Linked DNA regions of Triticum aestivum: region 2 is linked to region 1. Evidence: chromatin contacts called from public Hi-C data. All regions are on one chromosome and are shown on one strand. The core of a region is the stretch at or near the end of the contact, and the rest is flanking DNA. Distances in the headings are between cores, read along the strand shown. Region 1 has its middle 20 kb from the start of LOC123129457. Region 2 holds the start of LOC123129468 (probable protein phosphatase 2C 48).

What was found. Hi-C and Micro-C count contacts between places; a contact is called where the count stands out from the background.
Region 2: a contact with region 1 is called in a Hi-C map of leaf, with 2.2 times the contacts expected there. The contact joins the promoter of LOC123129468 here to the enhancer-like site in region 1. A contact is called at or near these places in 2 of 5 Hi-C or Micro-C datasets (both in leaf).

Annotation. Positions count from the first base shown.
Region 1 is chr1B:435,783,950-435,790,811 of IWGSC CS RefSeq v2.1, reverse strand. No RefSeq gene overlaps it. Among protein-coding and RNA genes, the nearest start is that of LOC123129457, 20 kb to the right of the region's middle. Within about 2 kb of position 1,506, at least 2 of the 8 cell types and tissues checked have an H3K27ac peak or open chromatin away from gene starts, as enhancers often do. A contact at or near this core is called in leaf, where this site is marked.
Region 2 is chr1B:435,841,839-435,848,316 of IWGSC CS RefSeq v2.1, reverse strand. It overlaps LOC123129468 (probable protein phosphatase 2C 48), which reads left to right and starts at 3,912. Exons shown (of 4, transcript XM_044549624.1): 1 at 3,912-4,524; 2 at 5,723-6,140; 3 at 6,261-6,478. The coding sequence starts at 4,324.

The DNA of each region.
Region 1 (6,862 bases), core at 257-2,756:
GCATCGGCGTGCGGCCAGCCGCAACTCTCAACGTCGCCACTCACACCATTGGCGCGTTCAATTGAAGTTTTTTCTCACACCGGATGAAGCTATTTCCATGCCGGTTGAAGCATTTTTCACAAGTTGAAGCTTTCCACCGTGTCGATTGTCTGTAAAAGGTTGCAACTCCTTTCATTTTGCAGTGCCCGGTTGAAACTTTGTATATTTTCTGGTTGAAGCTTTTTTCACCTATGGTTGAAGCTTTTTAAGTACGGTTGCAGCTTTTCCAGTTTGGCAGTAGCTGGTTGAAGCTTCCGCTGTCGATGAATGAAGCTTTTTCGATCTAGGCTTGAAGCTTTTTTTGTAACACCCGTATCGGTGGTTTCAACGTCTCCGCCGCCCCTATGTTTTTATTCATCGGTTCCAGCTTTTGGATTCATCGGTTGCAGCATCTGTACATTCGGATGCAACAATTTTATAGCAGGAGTAGCACTCAATGCAGGCGGGAGGTAGAAGAAAGGTAGAAGATAAGGCAAACGATAATTAAGGAAAAAATGAACCGTCACGCAGGGCCCGCCACGTATATTTTGCTTCAACCATTGTTCATTTTTACTACGACCGGTGACAGGAATCCCTACAACCATTCATGTCGACAGTAATGGCGGCGACCACGATTTGCTTCAACCTTCGTCGGTTGTAGCTTTTCCCGCTGTCAGTTGCAGCAAAAATACCAGCGCCGCCGTAGCCACCACAAACTTCGCCGTGGCCGTTGCAGCAAATCACATATCCGATTGTAGCTTTTTCATTGCCGGTTGTAGCAAAAATGACCGCCTGTGGTAGCTTTTCATGCTTCCGGTAGTAGCAAAAAATCGCAACACCTTGGTCGCCACCATAAAACTTCGGTGTTGCCATTGCAGCAAATCACGTCATCGGAGGTAGCTTTTTTTGTTGCCGGTTCCAGCAAAAACAAGTGCCGGTTCTAGCAAAAAATTCAATGAAGCAAAAAAACGCCTGACCCGGTTCCAGGTTGTCTCCATGGTTCTAGCTTTTCTGCAGATGCTTCCAGCAAATCTTGAACATGTTTGCAGCTCTGTTGTCAACCGGTTCCAGCAAATCTTGAGCACGAAGCCTGCTCGGCTTGGAGCTTGAACCATGGCGGGGCGGCCGTCGCGCACGGGGGCGTCATCGCCGGCGAAGTCATCGCAGCCGTTGTCTCGGCCAACCCCTACAGCTTCGTGGGTCGTCGTACCAGAAAAGCACGTGAGCAGCAGAAAAAAGAAAGTGGCGGCACGGGGTGGGCCAAATCACGATTTGCGGCGAACTCACCATGTCCATACTGCTTCTTGCCGGTAGGGGGCTTTTGCGAGGAGAGAGTGCGCTATTAGAAGGGATTTAGGGAAAAATGGTGGAGGATGAAGGGATAAGGCCGCTGGGTGTCGGTGGGCTGGGCCCCCGCATAGGACACACATGGCGCTACAAGCAACCATGATGGATCCAAATAAATCCTACTACGCACGAGCGACCGGCGCGTTGTTTCGGCCGGTCCGCCGGAAGCCAACGTTTCCATCCGATTGTCACCCCTCGCCAGCTGCTGCTATCACAACGGCAACGGCTGCTGCCTACAGTGAACGCCCGCCATGATAGACCGACCGCCCGGGATCCGGGAACGCGCATTTGGAGACTGCAAAAATCGTCGGTAGGTATTGTGCGTATGGGCGTGTTTGGCGTGCAGGTGCAACACGTTAAAACACTGGACTACACACACAGGTGGCCGGTCAAAGTGTGATCGACTGCATCATGTGGCACGCACATGCATGAACACATATTCTCCAACCACGTGCCCCCCTCACCACGAAAATTTAAAAAGGCTTCAGTCACATGACACATCCTCCATGCTTACCATGTCAGACGTACTTTGTACACGCTCATGAGAAAACAAATTACCTGCTTTGCAGATTAAAATTAGACATGTGCGTGCAGCTGCGTACGTAACCACGTTCCGCGTGCCCATCTTCTTTCCGGAGCCTTTGACAAACGACGATCGATTGACTATTCACATCGTATTCGTATATGTATGTGCTCCGTTCGTAGTGGTGGTACGGTATAGCTACCGCGCGTTGTTCATTCCTACATAATCAACCAATTGATCATCCCGCCAAACAATAGACCGATCTGCATTTTCAGGCTCGGGGTCCCTGTTTTCCTCTCGTCCCTGGCTGCTGGAACCCGAGCCACTGCCAGGGGAGGCCGATCTTCCAACGCCGCTCTCCGGCGGCTCCGCTCCGCCGGCGACCTCGGTCGTCGGTGGTAGGGGGTCGCCGGATCCACGCGTGTGGATCGTTTTTACTCTCTTGTAGTCTAGGTTTTTAGGTTGTTCATCGTCTTTTTTTCGGCGGCGACGATGACAACGCTGAATAAAAATTCTTTCTTCGGATCCTTTCCTGACGAGGCCATCGGTCCTATGGTTGAGGATGGATTTGCAAACCAGTCTGTTCAAGCAAGGATGCCGTGGCGGCGGCGGCTTACTCGTGGTGGACCTGTGTCCTCGGACTCCGCTGTTGCGATGGCGTTTGCTCCAGCGTTTGCGTGGAGGTTGGGAGGTAGTCTAGGAGCGGATGCAGATTGTGGTCTACATCGACGATATCTGGAAAATGGAGCATGTGCTGGGCTCGTGGTTCATGGATGATAGATATGGTTTCCTCCTTCGGCGTTTTAATCGTGGTGGGGTGCTAGATCTGGAGTTCGATGGCGTGTCGGGGGTGTTGCACCGGTTTGATTCGTTCAACTGTAAGGGCTTCACTTTTTGTGAGCCACCTTGGAGGTCCGCAAAGCTGCATATCAGCGATGGAGCCGCGTCGAGCTCGGGTGAGAAGGTGATTCGTCATTCTTTTCTTCGGTGGCTACTGCGGTGGTGCCGGAGGCAGGTGATGGACGTTGGTGTCAATTTCAGAGATGTTCTGCTATCTTTCGAGTTTTGTCATGTCGGTCTTTACGTGAATTGTAGTTTGTTCTTTATGATATGAATGAAACACGTATTACCATGCAAAAAAAAACAATTGATCACCCGATCGATGTGACATGTTTCTTTTTATATGTACCTGTTCCAAGATTCTCCGTCCGTAGGAGTTGTGTCCGGCTCCAGCGAGGAACGGGTGATGATGGCGGCGCGTATTCGGCTCACTTCAGTGCTCGTAGTCATTGTTAGGTGGTTTATGAATCTGGATGTATTTTTTTTACGTTCATTGTACTACCATGATTAAAGATAAATAGATCGACAGTCCCCCCCCCCCCAAAAAAAAGCGTTTTAGACACATATTATGGGACAGATGGAGCATAAATCGCGAGTGGACATGGTGCCACGCGAGGTCGGTATCACCCCCATCCGCTCCCACATGACTCGTGCGGTTGTAATACACTCACCAGGTAAGCATTTCTTAGGGCAAAGTATTCCTAAGGTCAATTAGTGATCATGGCCCACCAATCTGACAAGCGGAGTTACTCTTTCATTTATTTGGAGCAGACCACTAGTCTGCATCCCCCAGCCCCTTCAGTAATCCTTCTCCCTGGTTCTCGCGGTCTCATGTGCTCCTCCTGTATGTCACACATTAATTAATTAGCTCTACCAAATGAACAGAACGATGAGGGTGTTCTCTCCCTTGATCTGATGCCTTGAATATAATGGCTGGGTATGTTCTCAGAGGTCTTGTTATATATAGTAGAGAACATTAACAAACGCTTAACCCTTAACCTTCTGCCATCGCTGGAGCTTGATGCTATGGTCACCTTCTATCTTCTCCCGACTGTCAGGTTGAAGAAGGTTGTATAGTGTAGGAGTATTCCAGCAGTATGCGCTAATTAATCTATCGTGCCTAATTTTCAGAACCAAAGACTTGTTTTGCGCTACCTTCCCTTGAATGTTTTTATTAATTACTGCAATATGTGTATGTTGTTTACATTCATTTTTAGGGGGATAATACTACACCATTAACATGAACACATAGCACTGATGAACTAATATAACAGTACAACTCAATTATACACGGGCAAAAAGAACTTGGGCAAAACAAACCAAAACAAAAACGGCAGGGCCACACTTGTTAAATGCCATTCAAGGCGTACGTATTCAAGACATGCACCTTTAAACATTGTTGACCAGCATTTTAAATTATTCGTGTCACATTAACATGACAAACACATGCAGGGTCGTACTCCCTCCGTTCCTAAATATAAGTCTTTTAAGAGATTCCAGTAAGAGACTACATACAAAATAAGTGAATCTACATTCTAAAATATGTCTTATACATCCGTATGTAATCTCTTAGTGAAATCTCTAGAAAGACTTATATTTAGGAACGGAGGGAGTACTCTGCATGTGCATGCGTGTGTATCCAGCTCCATTTAAGATGGCTAGCCACCAACACATGTACGTGTATTTGCTGAATTAACCTGATGTATCATTCGGGTATTCATCAATCACTATATTAATTCCTAATCTTATAGCATGGATGGACTGCCTAGATTCCATCCTCGCTTGCTATCATGTCCTAAAAATCTGTGTCGACAGAGGGAGTACGTAATTAATCGGGACAAGTAGTTTGATTTGCTGTTCCCTATGATTTGTGTCAACAACATTAGTTGAGAGTTGATGCATTTCCTTGTGTGCGATTTAATCTAATCGTAAACCACTCTTGCTAATCATAATCAATTCTGACAAAACAAATCAAAGAGCGATATGGTGTCGTGTGACACCTATATACTCCCTCCATCCCAATAAAGGTGTACTAAACTTGAAACACTTATTTTAAGACGGAGGGGGTATGTTGCAGCGCTGATTTAATCTGCGTCGGATCGTCACATAGCTGTGCCATCTCTATTATCATTCGTTCTGGTCATCATTTGTATATGCGCAGAAGTCATTAGCACCAATAATAGAGGCATGGTGATGAACTGTGGATTAGATGCGTATAAAGGTTGTATCAACCACAGAAAATTGCTGGGGGCGGATAGTCTTAATAATGACATCTATTATTTCATACGACTGTTGAATGATTCCATTTTCTTTAATTCATTAAGAGTTAAACAATATGGTTAGCTGAGTATATGCCACGCAAAGAGAGGCTAAGAAACAAAAGACTAGTGCAATGCCAGTTTTGGCTTACTCAATTGTTGAAACTTGAAACAAAAGAAAATCTCAGCATCCTTTATTCCACGGAAATCTTCACACTCCCTAACTTGTGGTGCACATCTTGATTTCCAATTTTTCGCATGTTTTGGCGAAGTCCGCCTTTTGTTTTCTTCCAGAACTAAAAACCTTGTGACCAAGTATGGGTATTTTCTATGGGATTGGAACAACATTATACATATGTACAATCAGAGTGTAAACTTGTGAAAAGCGAATCGAAGATGAAGTATTAAGATGTTTCGTTATACGGATCATGAAAAATAAATAAAAGAAGTGAATGTGCCCGATAAATCAAAACATGGCCTCGTCCAGGCATATTAGCTTGAACGAAAATGATGTGCGTGCGGCAATATGTTTTGTCCGAAGCTTGTGCGACCAGACACAGGGTCTACGGCGCATTGTTCTAGCTTGAATCAGAAGGTAAACATCCATGTCATGGCTCCGAAAACTTGTCGAGATTAAACGAAGTTGCACCAGAGAAAAACAAGATTAAACGAACTTAAATAATTGAGCTACAAGATGCGAACCGACGTCAACAACAAACTTATTTTGGAATGGAACGGTGAACACTCTAACTTGTTAATCAAAATGTCTCTCTCAGGCGGCATATCGATGAGCTGCTGGGCGGGAAGAATATTAGATAAACATATCTTCTCAAGCACTACAAACAATCTAAGAAAAGATGTCGACAACTGACATAGTACTTGTAAAAATGGTGCTTATGTTTCGACCTCTTCTGGCGGCTCACAATATATACCCTTTGTTTTGAACTAACACATAAAGAATTACTCGGCTCATAATTATTATGGGTTTAATTTGAGGACCTCCATAGCATGTTTCCCCCCAGAAAAACAAAAGAAGCTACATGTTTGGATCCACGGGTTAGAGTTAGTTTGGGTTAGTTTGGACTCAACTAACCCAAAAATAACAGGAGAGTTAGTTTGGGTTAGATGCATCTAACCTATCCAAAAAATCTAATCCATCCAAGAGGTATATATTTGGGTTAGTTCTTCTTGGGACCACAAAACACATTTTTCTCTCGCTCTCCCCGCAACAGATCCCTCCCACTCTCTCGAAGCTTCTCGTCCTCTCCTTTCCTCCCTGTCGCAACGATCGTGAAGGCGCCTCGCCGTATCCGTGCTCCATCTAATCATGTCATCCAAACACCTCTTTGGTTAGAGTTAGTTTAGAATTAGTTCAGAATTAAAATCTAACTCTAACCTTTAAATGAGTTAGAGTATCCAAACAGGGCAGCTCATTTGTTGAAACAGCCTGTAAATTGGGTAGTTTCCGATCAATTTCTTCGAAGAGCTACAGTTGATGTCGACCTCAGTAAAAATAGTCTACTCTACTATTCGCCGATAGACTGGTAATGTCTTGGCAGTCGTACGATCCTATTCGTAACTATGCACTGTCCTACTTTCAGCACCAAGCCAAGCTCATCCAACCATCGCATGCAGAGAAAAAGATCTGGCGTGTGCACAAACAGTGCCACGTATAGTAAACCTATGTCCGTGGCATCTTATCATTAGAGCAAGCGAGGACAAATGGCCGGTCAAATCAACATCAAAGCGCGCGTGCGGTGTGATAAGAAAAAGGTAACCAACTTAGGTGGCGTAAGTAACATCACACCGCATCATTTTCCGCAATCTCGCTCACCAAGTTACATCCGAGAATCTACCCCGCGTGCACACCGACCGA
Region 2 (6,478 bases), core at 2,663-5,162, 55 kb before region 1:
GAGACCATTTCTATACTATCCAAAAAGTTGAGAGACGAAAAATATACTCATCCCTTGAATGAAATGAAATGCTTTCCCCCCAAAAGAAAAGGTTCTCAATGAATCAAACATACGTCTGTGTGATTATAATTTATTGTCCGAAAAATGCAGCCACGTACTTGGAAAAACAAAAGCACGTTTCAGAATTTCAAAAATTGGTGAAGCAAGGATGAACATCCTGGTTCAATCAGACATGCATATCAAATCCAATCAGGTTCAGTGAATTTTTTTGTTTTTGTTTTGGATGTTTTCTTGTGCGCAAACACTGTTGGCCTTGCATGGGACTGTGCTTAAAGCACCTTTGGGTATGGCTTTGGAGGAACGCTCAAATCAATCGTTTTTCTAGAGCCAGACCCGAGTGATGCAACTCGAGCGCAGGTGCGGCTTTGGTAGTATGGGTTTGCACGTGTTTTGTTCCACTCACCACTTTCAATACACTTCACATGATCCCTTCTAATCTACATAATGGTGATTTATTTCAAATAAGCTCTACACAAAAACAATGCACATTAAAGTTGTGGTTTCATTCAGACGGTCAGTTCCTAATCTCATGGATTGTAAATCTTCAATTCCATGAGGATTTTGAGACGAATTTCAGCAAAATCATCACACCCAGTCGACCGTTTGAAATTTCATTTGACCACTAGATTCATCTTGTTGCTTCACATGCACTTCGTGTTGCACATATTCTGTGTTCGACGATCGTACACGATAGATCCACACCTCCTACTGGACCACACAAGCATGTTCATGTGTGCATGTTATGAATCGATGAAACTAGGTAAAATCTTTGCATTTGGACACCGTTTGAAATTTTCTTTAACTACTACACGCCCATGTTGTACGTTTTCTTTTTCAACGTTCGTAGACAAGTAGATCTACATCTTCCTACTGGTTGTACAAACGTGCCACACCCGAACGTCAGTTGCCTGAAAAACAATTCGCGTCTACTTGATTTCATGAATATTGGATGAGCATCTGAGGGCTGCCACACCTTCTTCCACCTCGAGCCGGCTTTTCTCTTCTTGCTTCATCACCTGTTTTCGCGTGAGGTAAATTCCACAGGAATAAGAGGTGAGATTAATCCCAAACAGCAGCACGTGGCATCTCAAGAGAAAATGATTGTTACCAAACATTCATGTGTGTGTTTCTTCTCAGCCAATCTAAGCAGTCTACCAAAGTACGTGCACAACATGATTTTTACCACGTATTTCAACTCAACCAGGCTCCCGAAAAACGCAAAAGGTGTGCACGCTACCAAACAGGCCACCAATATGTTGCTAGTAATTTTTTTTTCGAAAAGGGGGATCCCCGGCCTCTGCATCAGCATGATGCATACGGCCATATATGTTGCTAGTAATGAGATGCCGCTCCAGTGCATCGTCTCGTTGCAAGCAACACGCGGAAAGGATGCTAACATCACTCAGCATTTGAGCCAGTTTTCTGTTGCCATCGCCTGGCAGCCCAACAGAAAGAAGAACCCCCGCACCACCACGGCCACGAGATATCCGGCAAGACGCTGCTCCAGGTCACGTGTTGCCGAACCGGTGGAGGGGGCTTCCCCAGTGCACAAGCCAACATGTGCGGCTCTCCACGTACAACGGGCGGCATCCGGCGGCATGGTGGAAAACGAAATGACATGACGCCTGCCTGTGCGGTGCCCAAGTTCGTTCTTGTGCGGTTGTTGACGGGCGCAGGGTAGCGATCAAAGGAGGGATCGTCTGCCTCCGGAAGAAGCATTTTCTATGCTCCTTGAGTGCTCGCACACGGTGGAGATCACCCGCCGGCTCGTGGCTGAGAGGGTCACCAAGACCTTCTGCCCTCTCTCAAATAGTATATCCCCTTTTCTTGCTGAGATGTTGGAATGGGATAAACAAGCATATCAACTGTATATGGATAGCTTTTAGTATTGCTGCTGCTGCAGCTGACGGTTGCACGGATCGAAATTTCGTTGCGTGCATTTGCTAGTTGGAACTATGATTTGATTTGACCAAAAGAAAAGGAAAAAAGATGCGGAGAATATTATTCGCAAAATGTTTGATTGCTCGGTACCATTCATTTGGAATAAAAATAAATAAGCAAGGTTTTTTGTTTGCCAAGAAATAAACAAGGTTCTGAACCTATAAAAAAAAGAAATACATTTTGGTGCGACACACACACACACACACACACAAAGTCGCAAAATTTTATAGTTAATAGCGCATGCGATAGACATACATCATTTTGTATTTTTGTGGAGCTCACACCAAAAACATATTTCACCATGAAAGTTTAGAGAAATGTGGTACGCATGTATTTTTCCGGGTTTTTTTTAAAGTTAAAAGTGTTCTCTTTTATTTTTCTTTTGAAAAATATACCATCTCCATGCAGATTAAAAAGAAATTGTTGTGAAACGGTTGTATAGTTGTATTAACATTTTTCACGTCTTTTTTTTGAATAGGAGGGTTATCCTCGGCCTCTGCATCACTCTGATGCAGAGGCCGGAGGCTATCCTCCTTTTCCTAACAAAGATTATTAGACCGTCATCCAAACCGGTTGTAAGTATCTGGTGCTACCGTTTTCTAACGGTTGCACTCAATATACGTATGCTTCTTGGCTTTCTCGTGAGTAACGACTACAGACGGATCCAAGTTATGGCTCTGTATATAACCAATAAAAAAATTATAAGAGTTTGTCTGTTAAAAATCATGTCATTTATGCAGTTCCATATAACCCAAAGTAATGTGCATATTTCTATCTCAATATGTCCTGCAGTACTTGGCTCCACTCCATCCAGCCACGTCCCAAATAAGATGTTAATACTAGTTGGAGGGCTAATATTAAAGACTACATGAATCGTATGCCATAAAAGTTTAGCAAGAGGTCATTTGAGAAGGGGGTGTTTTATGGTTTCATCTCTAGCTCATTAGAGAGGTTCACTTCCATCAACCTCGGCACAAGATGTAGCCAACCGTCCCATCGATCACCTACACATTTTCCGCATCATAGTTCTTATTACATAGATTGTCGTTGTCCTGAAGTCGGCAAGGAAAAGACTTGTTCGAGACAAAAGTCGCGCAAGAGCCATAAGCTCGCCCATATTTTGTGCGAGAGGGGAGCTAAGCTTCTGCTCCTCTGTTTTTTCCCCACAACATAAATGTCACGTAAGGGTATGTTGTAGACTATTTTAGGTGTGCGATGTATTCTAGTACTCCCTGCGTCGTATCTAGATAAAGTTAGGACAAGCATTTTTGGACGGACGTAATAATAGACAATAAATATTACAGGGATACGCGTACAAGCACTACAACAAAGAAATATTGTATACACCCCAAGATACTTAAAGAAGAGGAAGAAACAAATAAGAGAACATGATCGACCACAAATACTTTACGATTCCGCGACGTTAAAGAGGCATCAAGGGACATAAACCAAATCCGCCTGTAGATGGGTATACATTATTAAGATTTTGCGCAACATATTCTTTATTTATTACGTAGATCGTCCCAAAGATAGCAAGCAAAGACGCTTGTTGGAGACAAAAGTTCAGCAAGACCCAAAACTACACCCATCCGTTCTACTGGGCTCGGACACGCCATTGCGCATCATAACCGTCGACGTCGGTCTGTGCACATCCCAGAGCGGGGCGCACACAACTGCTTATCCACATCGACCAAAAGGCGGGCGCGACGGAACACGCACTCGCCGAGGATCCGTCCCGCTCCCGTTCCCAGCGGAAACGCACGCGTCGCTGTGTTGTGTTGCTGTGGAAGCGACGGGCGGACGGGCGGACACACCGTGTGGCTGCCTCGGCTTCGCCTGCATCTGCATGGTGTGTGTGAGCTTTCCCTGCACCCACGGCTCTCCCTCCCTCTCCCCTCTCCTTTATAAGCTCCCACCCAAGCTTTCACTTCACCTCCACCACAATTCTCACGGTCTCGCCTCCCTTGCGCGCCCCTTCCCTTGTTCATCGGTCGCCTCACCGCAGTCCAGCAATCCTCGCTTGCTGTTTCTCCTTCCACACTTTCTTCCTTGGTGAAGTAGAAGTCGAGCCGGCCGATCCTATCCAGATATCCACTCCAAGCTCGTCTCTTCAATCCAAAGCAAAACAAAGATCCAGGAGAAACGGCCGACCGGGACATCTCCCAAGCTAAAGAAACCCTGCTTCCTTCTTAGCCTCTGCTCTGTTCTTGCCCGTGAACACCACGAGTACCAAGCACCGAGAAACTAAGAGAGGAAGGAGGAGGAGGAAGAAGGTTCTCTGTACTGATCGAGAGCGGGGGGTTTTGATCTTGGCTAGCGAGAATGCGGCAGATCTCGTCGATGCTGCAGGGGCTGGCCCGCTCCATGTCTCTGGGGAAGGAGAGGAAGGAGGCGGAGGAGCCGCAGGGGACGGTGCTGCGGTCGTCGGGGACGCTCTGGGGCGAGGGCTCCGAGACCTTCGCCGCGGTGTGCTCCCGCCGCGGCGAGAAGGGCACCAACCAGGACACCTCCATCGTCTGGGAGGTGAGTTTGCCGGCCGCTGCTCTGCTTCTTCCCTGCTTGCTCTCTGATGCATGTGGATGAATTTTTACGCTGGTTAATGGTTATCACAACATATTACTGGTGGCGTGTAGTCAAAGATCAACAACACCGCACGGAGCTTCTTGCCACACAATTTAATTCCCGCGTTCCAAACATAAATTTCTGCTACTCGAGAGGCGGAATTGGTTCTAAAAATTGTGGCCAAGATGAGACGGCGACATGGTCTCTGTTCCACAGAAAATGGTGAGGGTACAGCGTTGGGACTTGGGACTAGTCGCTGGCTTCTTCTTCTCATTTCTGGCCACAGAAGAAATAAATCAGTTTTCATGTGCTTGCCTTGCGTGTGCACGCAATAAAATAGAGATTGGATCCCGTCTCCCTCCGTTGTTTTACCTAACCATTTTTCTGATATTTTTATGAGTGAGATGGTTCAGTTCGGTTTTGTGGTAGTATTCGGTACAGCCAAACTATTGTTAGGCCATTCACCAGATTACGTGTTGCCTCTTGAGATCATGTTGTTCACAAGTTTCTTGGATACGGCGCTTGCCTTTTGCCTCTAGGCGTTTCATCCTGTAGTACTAGTATCTGCCAAAAAGAGGGATGGTACGTGTCTTGATTTGTTGGAGCGAAAAAGGTGTTGGGTTTCTTGGTATCTGAATCCAGAGTTGCTTTGGACAGTTATAAACACCTTAAACATACTGGTTGCGATGGTCAAATTTGCTATTTTTTCAGACTGCAAATCCATTATATTTCATCAATTTACGAAACATGTAATTAACCATTTTTTGTTGGATAAAAAACCGACAGTAAGTTATCGGGTTAGAAATACGTCAATCGGCTTAGAAATAGACACTCCCTTAAACTGAACTAGATTAGAAACACGAGCTTATTTGACTATTCAGTTCCGCAAAAATGGACAACGATGGCCTACCAGCACAAAAAGGACCGGCTGGTTCAGTTGCTTGTCTCAATTCGATCATGTCACTCCCCGCAAAAGATAAAATCTATCACGGCACGCCGAAATCTTGGATTTGTATTTGTCATGCACAGTAAATTTGCACCCATCGTTTCACTATCTTCATTTCCTCTCGATTTCGATAAGAAAAGGAGATTTCAATATTTTCGTTTCTTCTCGATTTCTTACGGCTCTGTTTGCTTGTGTGTTCTCTTGTCTATCCAGGGATACGGGTGCCAGGACGACACCATCTTCTGCGGCGTCTTCGACGGGCACGGCCAGTGGGGCCACTACGTCGCCAAGGCCGTCCGGGAGTCGCTGCCGCAGTCGCTTCTGTGCCACTGGCAGGAAGCCGTCGCGCTGACGTCCCTCATCGACGGCGAGAAGAGGCTCAGCGACTGCCAGTTCGACCTCCTGAAGCAGTCCTACCTGGCCGCCGCCGCCGCCGTGGACGAGGAGCTCCGCCGAAGCCGGCGCCTCGACGCCGTCAACAGCGGCTGCACGGCTCTGTCCATCGTCAAGCAGGGCGACCTGATGGTGGTCGCCAACGTCGGCGACTCGCGGGCCGTCCTTGCGACCACGTCGGACGACGGGGACGTCACGGCCGTCCAGCTCACCGTCGACTTCAAGCCCGACTTACCCCGTAAGTCGTCGTGAGGAGACTAGCTAGAATACCGACAGCACATGCCTCACGCACGCGTGTTCTTGTTTGGGCCATTGTTGAGACGGCCATTGCTCACCCACGGTCAAATCTGGTTTGCAGAGGAGAAGGCGCGCATCACGCAGTGCCAGGGCCGCGTGCACTGCCTCGACGACGAGCCCGGCGTGCACCGGGTGTGGGTGCCCCACCGGGAGGCGCCGGGGCTGGCCATGTCGCGCGCGTTCGGCGACTACTGCGTCAAGGACTACGGCGTCATCTCGGCGCCGGAGGTGACACAGAGGAGGATCACCGCCCGGGACCAGTTCGTCATCCTGGCCACC